Regions from separate parts of the Mus musculus genome. Here regions 1 and 3 are each linked to region 2. Evidence: chromatin contacts called from public HiChIP or PLAC-seq data. All regions are on one chromosome and are shown on one strand. Each heading gives the region's core, a stretch centred on a gene start, on an enhancer-like site or on the middle of the called end of the contact. The rest is flanking DNA. Distances are from core to core; before and after follow the strand shown. Region 1 overlaps Insc (INSC spindle orientation adaptor protein). Region 2 holds the start of 1110004F10Rik (RIKEN cDNA 1110004F10 gene). Region 3 has its middle 23 kb from the start of Gm34225.

The links. HiChIP or PLAC-seq counts read pairs in DNA pulled down with a chosen protein or histone mark.
Region 1: an H3K27ac HiChIP or PLAC-seq map of embryonic stem cells shows a contact between it and region 2, with 3 times the contacts expected there. The contact joins the enhancer-like site here to the promoter of 1110004F10Rik in region 2. A contact is called at or near these places in 3 of 39 promoter capture datasets (cranial neural crest, hippocampal neurons and maxillary cranial neural crest) and 4 of 115 datasets of contacts at active chromatin or transcription factors (astrocytes, embryonic limb bud, embryonic stem cells and 1 more).
Region 3: an H3K4me3 HiChIP or PLAC-seq map of stem cell-derived neural progenitor cells shows a contact between it and region 2, with 4 times the contacts expected there. The contact joins the enhancer-like site here to the promoter of 1110004F10Rik in region 2. A contact is called at or near these places in 5 of 39 promoter capture datasets (the 3T3-L1 cell line, the C10 cell line, cranial neural crest and 2 more) and 3 of 115 datasets of contacts at active chromatin or transcription factors (embryonic forebrain, large pre-B cells and stem cell-derived neural progenitor cells).

What each region holds. Positions count from the first base shown.
Region 1 is chr7:114,814,369-114,818,725 of GRCm38.p6, forward strand. All of the region lies in intron 7 of Insc (INSC spindle orientation adaptor protein), which reads left to right. Among named protein-coding and RNA genes, the nearest start is that of Gm24982, 16 kb to the right of the region's middle. Within about 2 kb of position 3,048, at least 46 of the 459 cell types and tissues checked have an H3K27ac peak or open chromatin away from gene starts, as enhancers often do. A contact at or near this core is called in embryonic stem cells, where this site is marked.
Region 2 is chr7:116,091,174-116,095,351 of GRCm38.p6, forward strand. It overlaps 1110004F10Rik (RIKEN cDNA 1110004F10 gene), which reads left to right and starts at 2,207. Exons shown (of 5, transcript NM_019772.2): 1 at 2,207-2,352. The coding sequence starts at 2,290. It overlaps 1700003G18Rik (RIKEN cDNA 1700003G18 gene), which reads right to left and starts at 1,976. Exons shown (of 4, transcript NR_029433.1): 1 at 1,889-1,976.
Region 3 is chr7:114,989,317-114,993,658 of GRCm38.p6, forward strand. No RefSeq gene overlaps it. Among named protein-coding and RNA genes, the nearest start is that of Gm34225, 23 kb to the right of the region's middle. Within about 2 kb of position 2,140, at least 33 of the 459 cell types and tissues checked have an H3K27ac peak or open chromatin away from gene starts, as enhancers often do. A contact at or near this core is called in stem cell-derived neural progenitor cells, where this site is marked.

The sequences.
Region 1 (4,357 bases), core at 1,798-4,297, 1.3 Mb before region 2:
CATTTCCAGGACTGGGTTGGCTGAATATCACATGTTGCTTTCTGAAGATGAGGGAAAAGGATGCTAATCAATGAGTCTCAGTGTGTGCTGGGGCCTGTGCTACTCCAGTGCATACATGCCACTCAATGTCACACCAGTGACTTATGGGCTGAGCACTGTAAACACCTTCTTCTTCTAGATGAGGAGTCAGAATCACAGCCTTTGTGATTTGTCAAAAATCACCTCATTAGCAAGTATTAGAGGCAGGATTCAAGCCTTGGCTCCAAAGCCACTCAGCATCCCTGCCCTTGCTTGCTTCATGAGAACACTGAAAAAGTTCCTGTGACTTAAACCAGGTTCCCTGGCCCCTGCCCCCAAAGGAAAAGAAATGGTGGGCATTCCTCTTTTCCAGGTCAGATTGCTAAGGGTTGATAAAGTCCTAGTCTCCTTCAGGCAGCCACTCCAAGTCACACACTCTGCCTCTTCCTTCTGGCTGTCAGTCTCCCACTTCTAATCCCATTCACTTGGCCCTTCATACTATCCAACACTCACTCTTCAGACTCATCCTTTCATCATGTGTCTGTTGGGAAGCCATCTCTCCAGTGCAGCTGAGCCCTGAAGAGGTTGAGAGGCAGGCTGTTGAATCTAAACTTGATTCTCTATGCTTATTAAGTTTGAAGAACTTGCAAGTTACTTGGGATAACTTCCTGAGCCTCTTGGACATTTTCCTGATTTAAAAACACTGAAATCTCATGGGACTATTGTATGCATGGCACTTAGTGCACAGTGGGACTGAATTACAGTTTTCATGATTGTGGGCAGGGCAGTATTATTGGTAAGGGCTTTGGAAGAGACTGGACTCTGGGAGGTTACTGTTTATAGGAGGAAGTGATGTAGCCCTTCTGAAATAGGGACTACAAAGGGATTGTTCCCTTGGAGCTAGGCTCAAGGTGTTGGTTTAGGGAAGGTCTCTCTAGAAAGGCCTGTGGAGTCTTCCCTGTAGAAATCTAGTTTACTTCAGCCATAGGCTCCCTCTGTTTTGGTACCAGGATCAGTACACTTCTAGAAGTCAGCCATGCTTTTCCTGGTCCTTGGCAGATAGTCATGTCTTACTAACTGCTCCTGTGTTAGGCTCAGGGTAGAAGGCAAGCAGCTTGCTCCAAAGGCCAAGTGTGGAGAGCCCAAAAGTACAGCTAGAGTGGAGGCTGGCTTGTGACTTGAAGGAGGCTCCCTACTTCTAGAATTCCTGGATTCCTGGTGAAAGAGAACCAAAAAGCCAGTGGAGATTTAGTTCTAGTGGGTATACAGAGGTGCAGGGGAAAGCATTCATAGGAGATGCAAAGGACACTGTGGCTGGTCATTGATCTGTGGTACTTTGTGTCTCTAAGGAGCTCCATGCTCAGTGAATTAGGGGAGCCCAGAGAGATGGTAGTGTTCTCAGGACCACATTTGGGAGACCCAGATCCCAGAATGGAGTGAGAGCAGACACTCCCAACTCCCAAGGTTGACAGATCAGAGCTGCTCTCCTGACACCACAGACTGGCATTGTTAAGAACTGCATGGTTTGTGGAGGAAGAAAGAGTCCCAAGGAGATAGTTACTTCCCTCTGACTTTTGGCATCTTCTGTGCAATGAAATGGTTACCTCTCCTGGTGGAGGGTAGCAATACGCTGAGTCTCCAGTTGGAATCTGTGCATGGGACATATGCTGCCTATGTCTATCTTGTTTGTCTTACATGGTGGTCAAGAGAGACTCTGCATTGTCCCCCAAAGAGACTGGGGGCCAAGGATTTTGCAACAGCCACAGAAGAGTTCCAGGTGTGACTAAAGTAAGGGCCAGGTACTGCTGGCTCAAAGAATGGGACCAAGGATCAGGACTAGTGCTAACTGAACATATGGTTCAGATGAGGAGCTGGGTACCTGCAGAACAGAAAGGCACAGGTCTACGACTGTAAGAGGTTAGGAACTTTCCAAGCCCAGTGCTCAGCCAACTTTAGCCAGCTCTCAAGACAGTTCTAGAAATTTCCCTTTAGCCTTAGACAAGAGAAAGTCTCACTTCCCGAAGAACATTCTTTTGTTTCTACCCAATCACCCCCCCCCCTTTTGTGGGGAAATAAGGAGTTAGTTTACTTTGTCCTGGAGCCAAAGGGAGAGTTTAATGAAAATCGATAAAGAAATTAAGGATGATCAGGGGAGAGCAGAAGAGCTTAATTTCAAGTCCAAGGAAAAAGTCTCTGAGGTGTGGGTGGACGTGGGAAGGGAAACTGCGGCTTACATCACACGCCAGCTCACCTTTCACGCTCTGGGGTGCATGGAAAATAGAGACAGGGAGGTCTAGGCAAAGACCCTGGGCAGGAGGAAGTGGGCTCGGTGGTGGTAGCGGTGGGGAGGGCTCCATTGCCTGCTTACTAGAAGTCTCTCCCCACTGTGCTCTGCTCGGTGGTCATGAGTCAGAAATAGTACATTTAAAAGAAATTAAGCAGTTTCTCCCATCCTGTTGCCCTTTTGAATCTCACAGTTGTTATTCAAGTGAGGCAGGGAGTGGTGGCTACCTCCATTCCGATTTACAAAAGTTCAAGTAAGACTGACAAAGGTAGACAACAGGAAGCACAGGGCCAAAGTGGGAGCCCCGTGCTTGTCCTCTCTGTCCTCTCTCGTCCACTTAGATCCCTTCTCCCCTCCACGATTCAAAAGCAGCAGTAGTGGCCACAGTGTGCGGCCCTAGCACAAGGCAGCCAGCACAAGGCAGCCAGCGACTTACTTTGCTAGATCCAGTCCTGATAGTTACGTGAGGCTGTGTGGGGAGAGGGGCCTCTGGATGATTTGACCCACAGACCCTTCTTTTCTCAGGAGAAGCTCTTGATTAAGAGACGGGCTACTCTGAAAACAGACCCCCCAGATCCTGCCCTCTCCTCTCTGGGACTCAAGTCTTGCTTCCACCCTGTAACTGACAATGAATTCAGCTGCCCTGGGAACAGGCTGGGACTGAACCCAGCGTCTCAGAGCCACAGTCAGCTCTGACTGGAGCATGGCAGAGAAGGGGAAAACCTTGACCCAGTCTTCTCTGAAGAGTGTGACTCATTCCTTTCCCTTACAGTCTAACTTCAGTCTGTCTCCTGGGTAGGAGCAGAGAGGATTAAGGCTTGAAAGGGTGGAATCAAACCCCCACCCCACCCCCATTCCCATCCCGTGTACTTTCCCTCTGCTTTTACTAGGATATCACTGACATGGTGGGCCAGTACTGACCAGAGTGCCAGCTGGGAGCTGCAGCTTTCCTGCCAATCGGTTCCAACCTGAATTTGAAGCTTTGGAGCTGCAAGGCAGTCTGGATACCTAAGTGATTCACACTGGGGCTCTGTGGGACACCATGTGCTGTGCAACAGCGGCCCCTGGTGGACAAGAGCTCTACTGGCAGCCCTGCCAGGCCGCGAGGCAGCATTTTCCTGGAAGTGCTGTGGCTACTGGGCTACGGGCCCCACCATCAGCAGTTAGGACCAGAAAATATATCCTGAGACATACAAGGAGGGAGGGGGAATGGTTAAAATTCAAGACAACCAACGTTTCTTACAGGAATATGATCCTCTAGGTGAAAGATGCAGACAGATCTTGCAATCTACTGTACCCCTAGCCCCTAATCCTGAGGCTTCCCCAAAGGATCAGCTATGTATCTTTTACAGTTAATTAATTAATCATGTGTTATAGAGTGACCATGCACACGTGCCACGGTGCTCATGTGGAGGTCAAAGGACAGCTAGTCATCTTTCCTTCCATCCTGTGGGTAGAGGGGATTCAGCCCAGGCATCAGGCTTGGCCTCTGACTCTGCGCAATGTTTGTTGGGCAGAACACTCCTGTCTCCCAGGTCATGACTGAGCATGCTCCCTGCCACTCATCACCCTTTGGCGTGGGGGGTGGGGGGCTGGAGATGCTGTCACCCTTTGGCTTGCCAAGGAAATGGCTTGCATTTCTTTGCACAGACACAGACACACATACAGACACACACACAGACACACACACACAGACACACAGACACAGACTCAGACACACACACACACACACACACACACACACACACACACACACAAACACACACACACTCCTACCACCAGCCATGGGGCTGACGTGAGGTATAGCCTCTGCCAGCAGTTTCAGGGTCCTGTGTGAAGTGAAGGCAGCAGATGGAGGAGTGGGGCGGGTCCTTCAGCAAGGAAAGAATGGCTAACATATTTGAATATATTTCTGTGGGATATGAGCTAAGTCCCATTACACTCTAGGGCCTCATGCATTGTGCCAGATTCTCCTTTCTCTCTCCCTCTTCAGACTCGAATCATTGCATCTCCAAGCAGACAGAGGAACTGGTGGTCCAGGATGCATAGCCAGTG
Region 2 (4,178 bases), core at 957-3,456:
AACATGAACTGAGTCAAGTCTGTTCAAATAATACAGTATGTTATTCTGAGGTTTGATTTGCTCCATGATGTTTTATGATAACTTGAACACATAGCCATCCAGATGTGCCACAAATCTGGTGAATAAAAAGCACATTAAAATTTCCTGGACTTTTATCTATTACTAAAGTTAAAATTATTTAATATTTACTAACCTTAATAATAATCCTCTTCATCTTAGAGTCACTTAGCTATCTTTAAGTAGCTACTGGGCCATCTTATTTTGCCAGTAACATTAAGAGTTCTAAATTGTGCTTATTACAATTTTTCAAATCTATTTGAAGTGAATTATAATCATCCTACTTTGTTACCTCGATGGAATTCCATTGTAATTGCATTTATAAAAGTTAAATAAAAACTAAGTAGGGTCATGAAGTTAGTAGGTAAAATATTTTAATTTTAGTGACTAAAAAACCACTTCTAAAAATATTTTCTTCATGGGTTTTTTTTTTTCCTTTATTGTGGTTTAACACAGAAATAAGAGATTAGTTTGTTTTGGTTAGGCTTATTAAATATAGCTCTAACCGTATTTTTATATAATTTATTTAAAAGCTAGTCTCTGCTTCAAAAATAAAGGAATTGGATCTATGACTGCATAAATTAAGAAACTGTCTTCCCTGTGTGCATAGCTCTAAGTCCTGATGTTTGGGATAGGGGCGGGGGGTGGGGTACTGTTTTTATTTTATTTTTATTTTTTATTTTTATTTTGAGAGGAGGTCTTACTATAGACTCGGCTGACAAACCACACATTACTTAGAAGAGGATGATCTTGAATTTCTTATCTTCCTTCACCACCTCCCAGACACTAGGTTCACAGGCATAGTCAGGTTTCACTTTGGGCACAGTTCTATCAGTGGTTCATCGTCATCTGAAATGTAGTTCAACTAGAGTAACTGCTGAGCACAGACACTGACAGGTGTCTCATAGACCACTCGGTATGGGGACTTAAGACTAGCCATGTACTGTTGTCATACTATTTGTTTATACTTGAAAAAAAAATCTTTTTAAAAATCAAGGCTGGAAGTCTTCAGAATGAGTAAGGGCAAGAAAGTCATCCTGACAGTATGTCAGGTTCACCTGTGGATGCAAATTCAGCTATAACATACAGAAGTTTATCTTCAGTATCTGAACACTGGACTACAAGATCTTGCAGGAAGCTTAGTTGGGGCTGGAAAGGGAGCAGGGAAATGAGGAAAAGGGAACTAGAAACAAGATTGCAAATGGGAAGGGCAGCGAATGTATCCATCCTAAGGGGGCGGGGTGGGGGTGGTCTCTTGCAACTAGACTGAGGAGACAGTTGAAACAGGTTGAGACTGCTACTGTATTGTAACTTTAAAGGGGTTTATTATATAGGAAACTTACCCCCCACCCCCACCCCAAGAAAAATAATAAAGATACAGGATTTTTTTTTGGCAGACAGACTTCAGTCGATGAAGTTTCAAATAATATCTACCTTAAAAAGGGATCAGAGAGTTGGGTCACTCTTATCTAGAATACACTAAGCCCAGTGGAAAACGGTCCACAATTCCTGAGGGGTGGAGCTGTTTAGAAAAAAAACGAAAAACAAAACAGCCAATTAACAAGCCTTCAGCTTCACACTGAACTCTATTCAGTAAGAAAAGAAAGGAAGGAAGGAAAGGAAGAGAATGAAGACGTTAGAATATCCCGTGTGAGCAGTAGAGACCACACATTAGGCTGGGGGAAGAAGCCATGTTTTAGGTTTTTGTCTTGGGCCGAGAACTTGTATTCAAAAAGCCTCAAACATTACACTTAAGTCTATGTGTTTAACTATGATGAATGTGTTTACTAACAGGGCAGAACCTCACACACACAAAAAGGCGAAAACCCACTCTAGGTCTGTCTGTGGCAACGAAGCTCTCCGCCAACGATCACCACCATACCCATCCACGGGAAAGCTCCCTCTACACGCCGAAGAAAGCGTAGCCTCCGAGGGCTCTCCCGCCACGCCGCGCGAGATGCTTCGCTCGGCCTCCTGGGAAATGTAGTTTAAGTCACTGAAGACGGCTTAGTCAGGCCAGTAAAGAGTGAGTCCAAAAAAACTACAACTCCCGGTGTGCTCCAGGGTGACGAGCGGCCGCAGCAGTGACGACTGTAGCGGTGAAGGGCCGGAGGGGGCTCTGCGTTCTGGAGTGGCGCTGCTTGGTCCGGCGGCTGGGTGAGGGCTGCTGGTGTCGCGTTTGAGGAGAACTGCGAGTGTGTTTGGCATATCCCCGTCAGGATCCCAGCTACGATGAGTGCTGCCCGGGAGTCTCACCCGCACGGGGTGAAACGTTCAGCCTCCCCCGACGACGATGTAAATAACAATGGATGAGGGTTGAGGCCTAGTGAAGGCTGGGGTAGGCCGGGAAGGGTGGATGGAGGAAGAAGCGCCCGAAGGAAGGGGGCGCAACGAGGGATGTCTTCCTTTTCCTACTAGAATCTGAAGGATTGAAGAGGCCCTGAGCTGAGATACAGAGACCTGCGTAGGAACGGGGGTTGAGGAAGGAAATCCTGAGAAGGGTCGAAAAGGAAAAAGAGCTTAATCGAGATGTCTTTGCGTTTTGGGAAACCGGTGAAGCTCATTTCTTAGTCATTTCAGGATAGATATGTCATAGTCCTGACATTGGTCTAAAACGCTCCTCTGGCAATCGCGAAATGTTCAGTCACATTTGGACAAATTTTCCAGCCCGAATCCTTTTTTGCAGTGTACTGGTAATTGCTGCCCTAACTACACCATTCTTAATAAACAGAGACCAATATTAAGCCGAAGATTGTGGTAGACAGTTTGGGGATGGAATAATGGCGAGGTCAGAGGGAGTGAGACCCAGAAGCGCATTTTGATGTCAGATACCTTTTTCCTGCCCTCTCATGCCTTCAGCTCATCAGTTTAAATAATAAACTGTCCCTTATTAACCTGTTCAGTACTGACTACAATGCCAGATACTGGAATTGAAGATTAATAAAGAGGATGCTTATATTTGTCTTAGCTCTAGCATAGTGTTTAGAAACTGCAGGTAACTTGTAAAATTAGGTTCTTCTATAATGAAATCCCTTGGAAACATTGATGGGGAAGTTGGTGGGAAGGGGACATGAGGAAGTCATCTTTGAGACAGATGAAAGCTGGTCTCGCTTATTCATACACTGTCAGCTTCAGAATTGTAACTTTTAGTGCAGTTTGACATCTTTCATAAGTCCTTTGTGAGCCATAAAAGGTTCCCTGAATTATTTTGTAGTTAATGAGAGAATACTAAGAACCACACTCCTTTGGTTGGAAGATGGGGTGTGGACCAGAATTGTAATAATAGAATAAATTTTAGCCTTGTGAGGAAGATTAGTAATCAATTAAAAAAGAGTGGAGGGATGACTGGTTGTCTGTGAGATTAATTCATGTCCCTTGTCTTCCCTGCGACTGGAATTTAGATCTTCCATTGTTAATACCGCCATTCTGCATTGTTAGGAATTTGTCTAGGTTTTTTTAGTGATCTAGATTGTAGATGTAAAAGAGCTGTTACATTGTTTTCCTCCCAATATCAACTGTGAGTTGATTCCGAGAATGTCACACATTCTTGCTTTGATAGACTCAGAAATAAAACAACTTTTTAGCCAGGTGAACTTTGATATATTTCAAATCCTATAACTGTTGTCTTGATAGTTGATTTATAGGTGATTATAATTGCATTTTCAAGATTGGGACCTGTGACTTTACCTATACTATCATAAAGACGACTGTGTTGTTGTTGTTATGCTATATACAGTAATGTGTCCCTTAACAGTGGTTTTCTTAACTCAGTTTCCATTATATATGGTTATTATTTTTTCTGCTAACTGGATATTACCTTGCTTGATGTTTTTGTTTGTTTAGCTCATCTGTATTTTCAAGATACACCTGGTAATTTTAGAAAATCAACTATCAGTTTATGTGTTAGTATCTGCTGCAAGGTTTTCTGATTCAGTGATTTGATGCATAATTGAGGGCAACAAAACCAGAAGATACTAGAAATAGATATCATATCTCAGAATGCGCTGCTAGGAAAGGGTGACATAGAAATAGTCTCAAGTACAGTGGGATATGTGTATGAGGAGTAACACCCTGACTGCAGTCTGTGGGGAGGAGGAATGAAAAGGGCTTCTTAAGGTTTC
Region 3 (4,342 bases), core at 890-3,389, 1.1 Mb before region 2:
CAGTGAGATCTATACCTCCTTAAGGAAGAGGGAGCCAGAGGCAGATGGGAAGAGGCCTCCTCAGCTTGAGACAGCTTTGGGTGAAGTAGATGTTTTCAGCATCTGAGTGACTAGAGGTGAGTTGTGACTTCCATGGGGGCACATAAAAGTGACCCGTGCATACTCTTCAAGAGGCCCCTGAGTGCAGAGAATACAGCCTGGAGCCATGCCTGTGTTGTTGGGTGCATCATGTAGATGAGAGGAAGCAGGGAGGAGCCCGAATTGGTGGTCAGTGGGTGCTGGTACCACTGTATTTTGCCATTGACCTTGGAGAAAAAAAGCACCTGGCTTTGTTCTTTGTAAGAGTATAAACCCCTTTTCATTTGATCTCTGATCCTATTGCTTAGAATTGGCAGGTAGAGATGGCATTTGGCGACCTCTGAGGTCCTTTCAGATTAGTAAGATCGTGGCGCTTTGTTTCAGATAAAACACATCTCTTACACAGCACCATTTTTTTTCTCTTTCTTAAAATAATATCTTAAAAGTCGTTGTCCACAGATTTATCGTCTATCCTTTGTTACTCTAAGAGTTACGAATATGCTGTTATGATTTGGACCAAGCAGTTAGTAATGGCACTAGAGGCCAGGTCATCTCAACATTCTGTGTTGGTGATGTAGGTAACATTTAGAACTTCTCACTTTGGCTCTAATGTTAAAATCACCTGGAAAGATTAGCTACACTCACACCTGGGACTCACTTCAGCCATGTAGACCCTGACTTTACTGGTTAGACTGAGGAACATAGTTTTTAACTTTTTTGCCTAGACTTCTATGACTAGAGTATGCAGCTGAGTTAAAGTCACAAATCACTGGTGACCAGTGGTTACATCTGTCATGCTCATCTTGATGAGTTTTGAGTTATCTCTCAGGGTCTGAGTCCTGTCTGCCATGCTGCTAGGAGGGAAGATCAGTGACCCAAAAGGATACCTTTTTGAACAGGAGTATCTGGGAAGAGATCTTCCATTTTGTATCAGACAGAATAGTAAAACCATTATTGTTAAGTACCTGGTTACATATTATTTTGTTTTGAGAAAACAGCACTGGACACCTACCTCATATTCAACAGCCTATAAAACCTAAGTACTAGAACAAAAGAATTGATTTAGATTAATAACCAGAATATCGGGACATCAGTCATATCTTGATCTGCCCACAAGGATATTAATAGGTAACTATTTTAACCTAGCTCTAGAAAAACCAGCTCTTAAAAGATTGCCATCTAGCTAGAGATGTTCTGGTGAACAAAGGCACGTCATTGCTTCTTCTTGTGTGAGCTCCTCCAAACCTGGTCAGGACTAAGTCAGAAGAAGCTACTTGTTCTAAAACTTTAGAAAGTAAGTTAAGGCCTATCCAACATGTAGTTAGGGTAATGGGTCCTTGGCCATTGTCTTCTATACTCCCTTGAGAGTGTGCCTTCCTCTACTTTGAGATAAACTCTATGTGGCTAGGGGTTGGCTCAGTTGGTAAAGTGCTTGCTTAGCACATGTGAAGCCCTGTGTTCTATCACCATCACCACATAAACTGGGTGTCATGGTACATCCGGGACAATCCTAGCTCTGGGGAAGTGGAGGTAAGAGGATCAGATGTTCAAGGTTAGCCTTGGCTACATGGGATCCTCTAATGTTTAAAAAGAAAAAAAAATGTAGTCACCTGATTATGTGACTGTTACTGAGTGTTATGACTAGGAAAAGGACAGGGTTTTGTTAACATTATGTGTCCAATGCTCAGGGACCCAATAAGCAGGTGCTGAGTAGAAGAGGGAATGAAAACATCGCCTCAGACTTGCTCTCATTTTATTGACCTTCTGTCACCATGGATCAGAAATAGACTCTACACTTCCTGCTGTCTGGCCTAGTGAGATGCTGCAGCTGAGAAAAGGTGGCCCTGCACATAGTGACAACTACTTCAGGCTTCACTGAGGACATGAGCGACAGTTCTCTCAAATAGATCAACAGTGTGGAAGACTGGAGGAGGAGGATTTGCGTGCATATCTCTGTTTGCTCTGGCCTCAGGATACATTGTGGTCTGCTAAATCTCTTTAACAGTGACTTCTGAGAGCAACCATCAGGAGATAGCTTGGCTGGGCAGCCTGCCCTGTGTACTTCATCAGTCGCCGCCTTTGCCAGGGAAGAACAATGGAGCCTTTATGCCTCCCACACCCAGGTCCCAGGGTTGCCTTCCAAGGAAAGCCTTGGGCATGGGTTTGCAGCCCTGTGGGGGTGAGGAGAAAGAAAAGGGTTTCCCAGAGCAGGTATCAGTTACCCGACCCCCTAAGAAAGTTTTCTCACCACATCTCCCTTGTTTCTGTCCAGGAACATGGGAGGCAAGAGGGCTAGGGTTTCCTGGTAAAGGACTACATTCAGGCAATGGATTCAAGGGAAACCCAGAGAAAAGGCTTACAAAGCCTTAATGGCTTTCTCACAGTTGATGAAGAAGTCGGGCTAAAGCCTGAGTCTCTGTCAGGGCATTGGAAGAGATATTTATTCATTTATTCCCCTGTCCCATCCCCACACAGAAGACAGCTCATGCTTGTCAGAGAAAGTCCTGGACAACTTGCCTCTCTATGTACTTCTGCAAAACAACTCTCACTTAATCAAGGTTTTTTGTATGTATATATATATATATATATATATATATATATATATATATATATATATATATATATATATATACTGTGATATATACTGTGAAGGGTGAAGGATGTGTAGGTGATATACCATTCAAATATTATAAAACATACCCAACATGTCTCTGTTGATTTTTAGCAAAACCTATCAGCAGTCTTATCAGACAAGTACATTCTTAGAAGTCCAGGTGGAATGACACCTGTAATGAAGATGGTGAAATCACACCATGCAACACTTTGTTATCATAGCATTATGGTTAGTTTTGACTGTCAGCTTGATACAACTTAGATTCTGGAGAAAGCATATCAATTGAAGGATTGTTTAGAATAGGTCAAAATATGGACATGTCTGTTGGGGATTGTCCTGAATGCCTTCATTGATATGTGGAGATACAGTTGACTGTGGGTATCACCATTCCCTAGGCTTGATAGACTGACAGAGTTCTCAAAGTATAGGTACAAACCAATTGTGAGTGAAGGATATACAGAAGTTAAGGAGATGAGCAAGAAACTGTTTCACGACTATAGCAGGGCCAACTCAGTCTCTAGAGGGAGAGCTGGTAGGCACAGTGCCCGTGGGCCTATAAGAACCTTTCCCCATCCCTGGGAGCAGCAAAAAACTGCAGAAGCTAGTGGTGGGGCTGAGAGATTGTGCGTGAACAGCTGGACCTAGGACCATCAGCCAAGCCACTAAGTACTGCCAAGAAGGGAGATGAGGCATGGAAACAGGAAGTACTTTCAGTACTGGAAAGTCCTGAAAGGCAGGATGACCAGACAAATAGTTGGGTGTAGGCAGAGAGGACACTCCAAATTCTAGGATTTGGCATGTAAGTAAAGAAAATAAAAATTGCTAGTTAATTGTCAGTTTTTTTTTTCTTTTTAAGTCAAGGAAGTCTTCCCAGAGAAGTTAAGTCAAATGCTATTCTGTGGAGGGGGAACAAGTCAAAGCGTTGTCAGAAACCTACAAGCAGGGAGTGTGCTCTGCTTTCTACATGTTGGTCATGCTGCAGAAGGGAAGGCTGAAGATAGCAGGATGGAGGCAGAGGCTGTGGGGTTCTCTGGAAGAAGTGCTACAAGCAGAGGCAATCTCAGAAGTTCAGGGAACAGCAAAGAGGCTAGTGCTGCCAAGTCAGGTAGTTGTACGGCTGGAGAGGCCACAGGATGTGCCATGAAGACAGGCTTTGACTCTGTAAAAGGTGCTTGAGACGCTGGGGCATTGGGGTGGAAATGTATAACAAGGGTTTCTCAGGACAATTTCTCCCCATCACTACCACACTTCAGGTGGAATCTAGATCAACAGCCACTTGAGTTTATATCACTATAGTTTCCACTTGAGTTTAGATCACTATAGTTTCCACTTGAGTTTAGATCACTATAGTTTCCACTTGAGTTTAGATCACTATAGTTTCCACTTGAGTTTAGATCACTATAGTTTCCAGCCTCTACAAACTGTTCAGCCTGAATGCTTCATCTTGGCTCACAAACCTCAGTGATTCTGCATCTTTGAGTCTGCACTGTATCCCAGGAGACTACACTGAAGACACTCTCTTTCGCTCTCTCTCTCTCTCTGTGTGCGTGCACGTGTGCGCGCGTGTGGGTGTAGTATACATGTGTAATTTTGTATCTAAAAGAGTATGCACATGCACATGGGGGTCAGAAGTCCAAGCCACTCTCCACT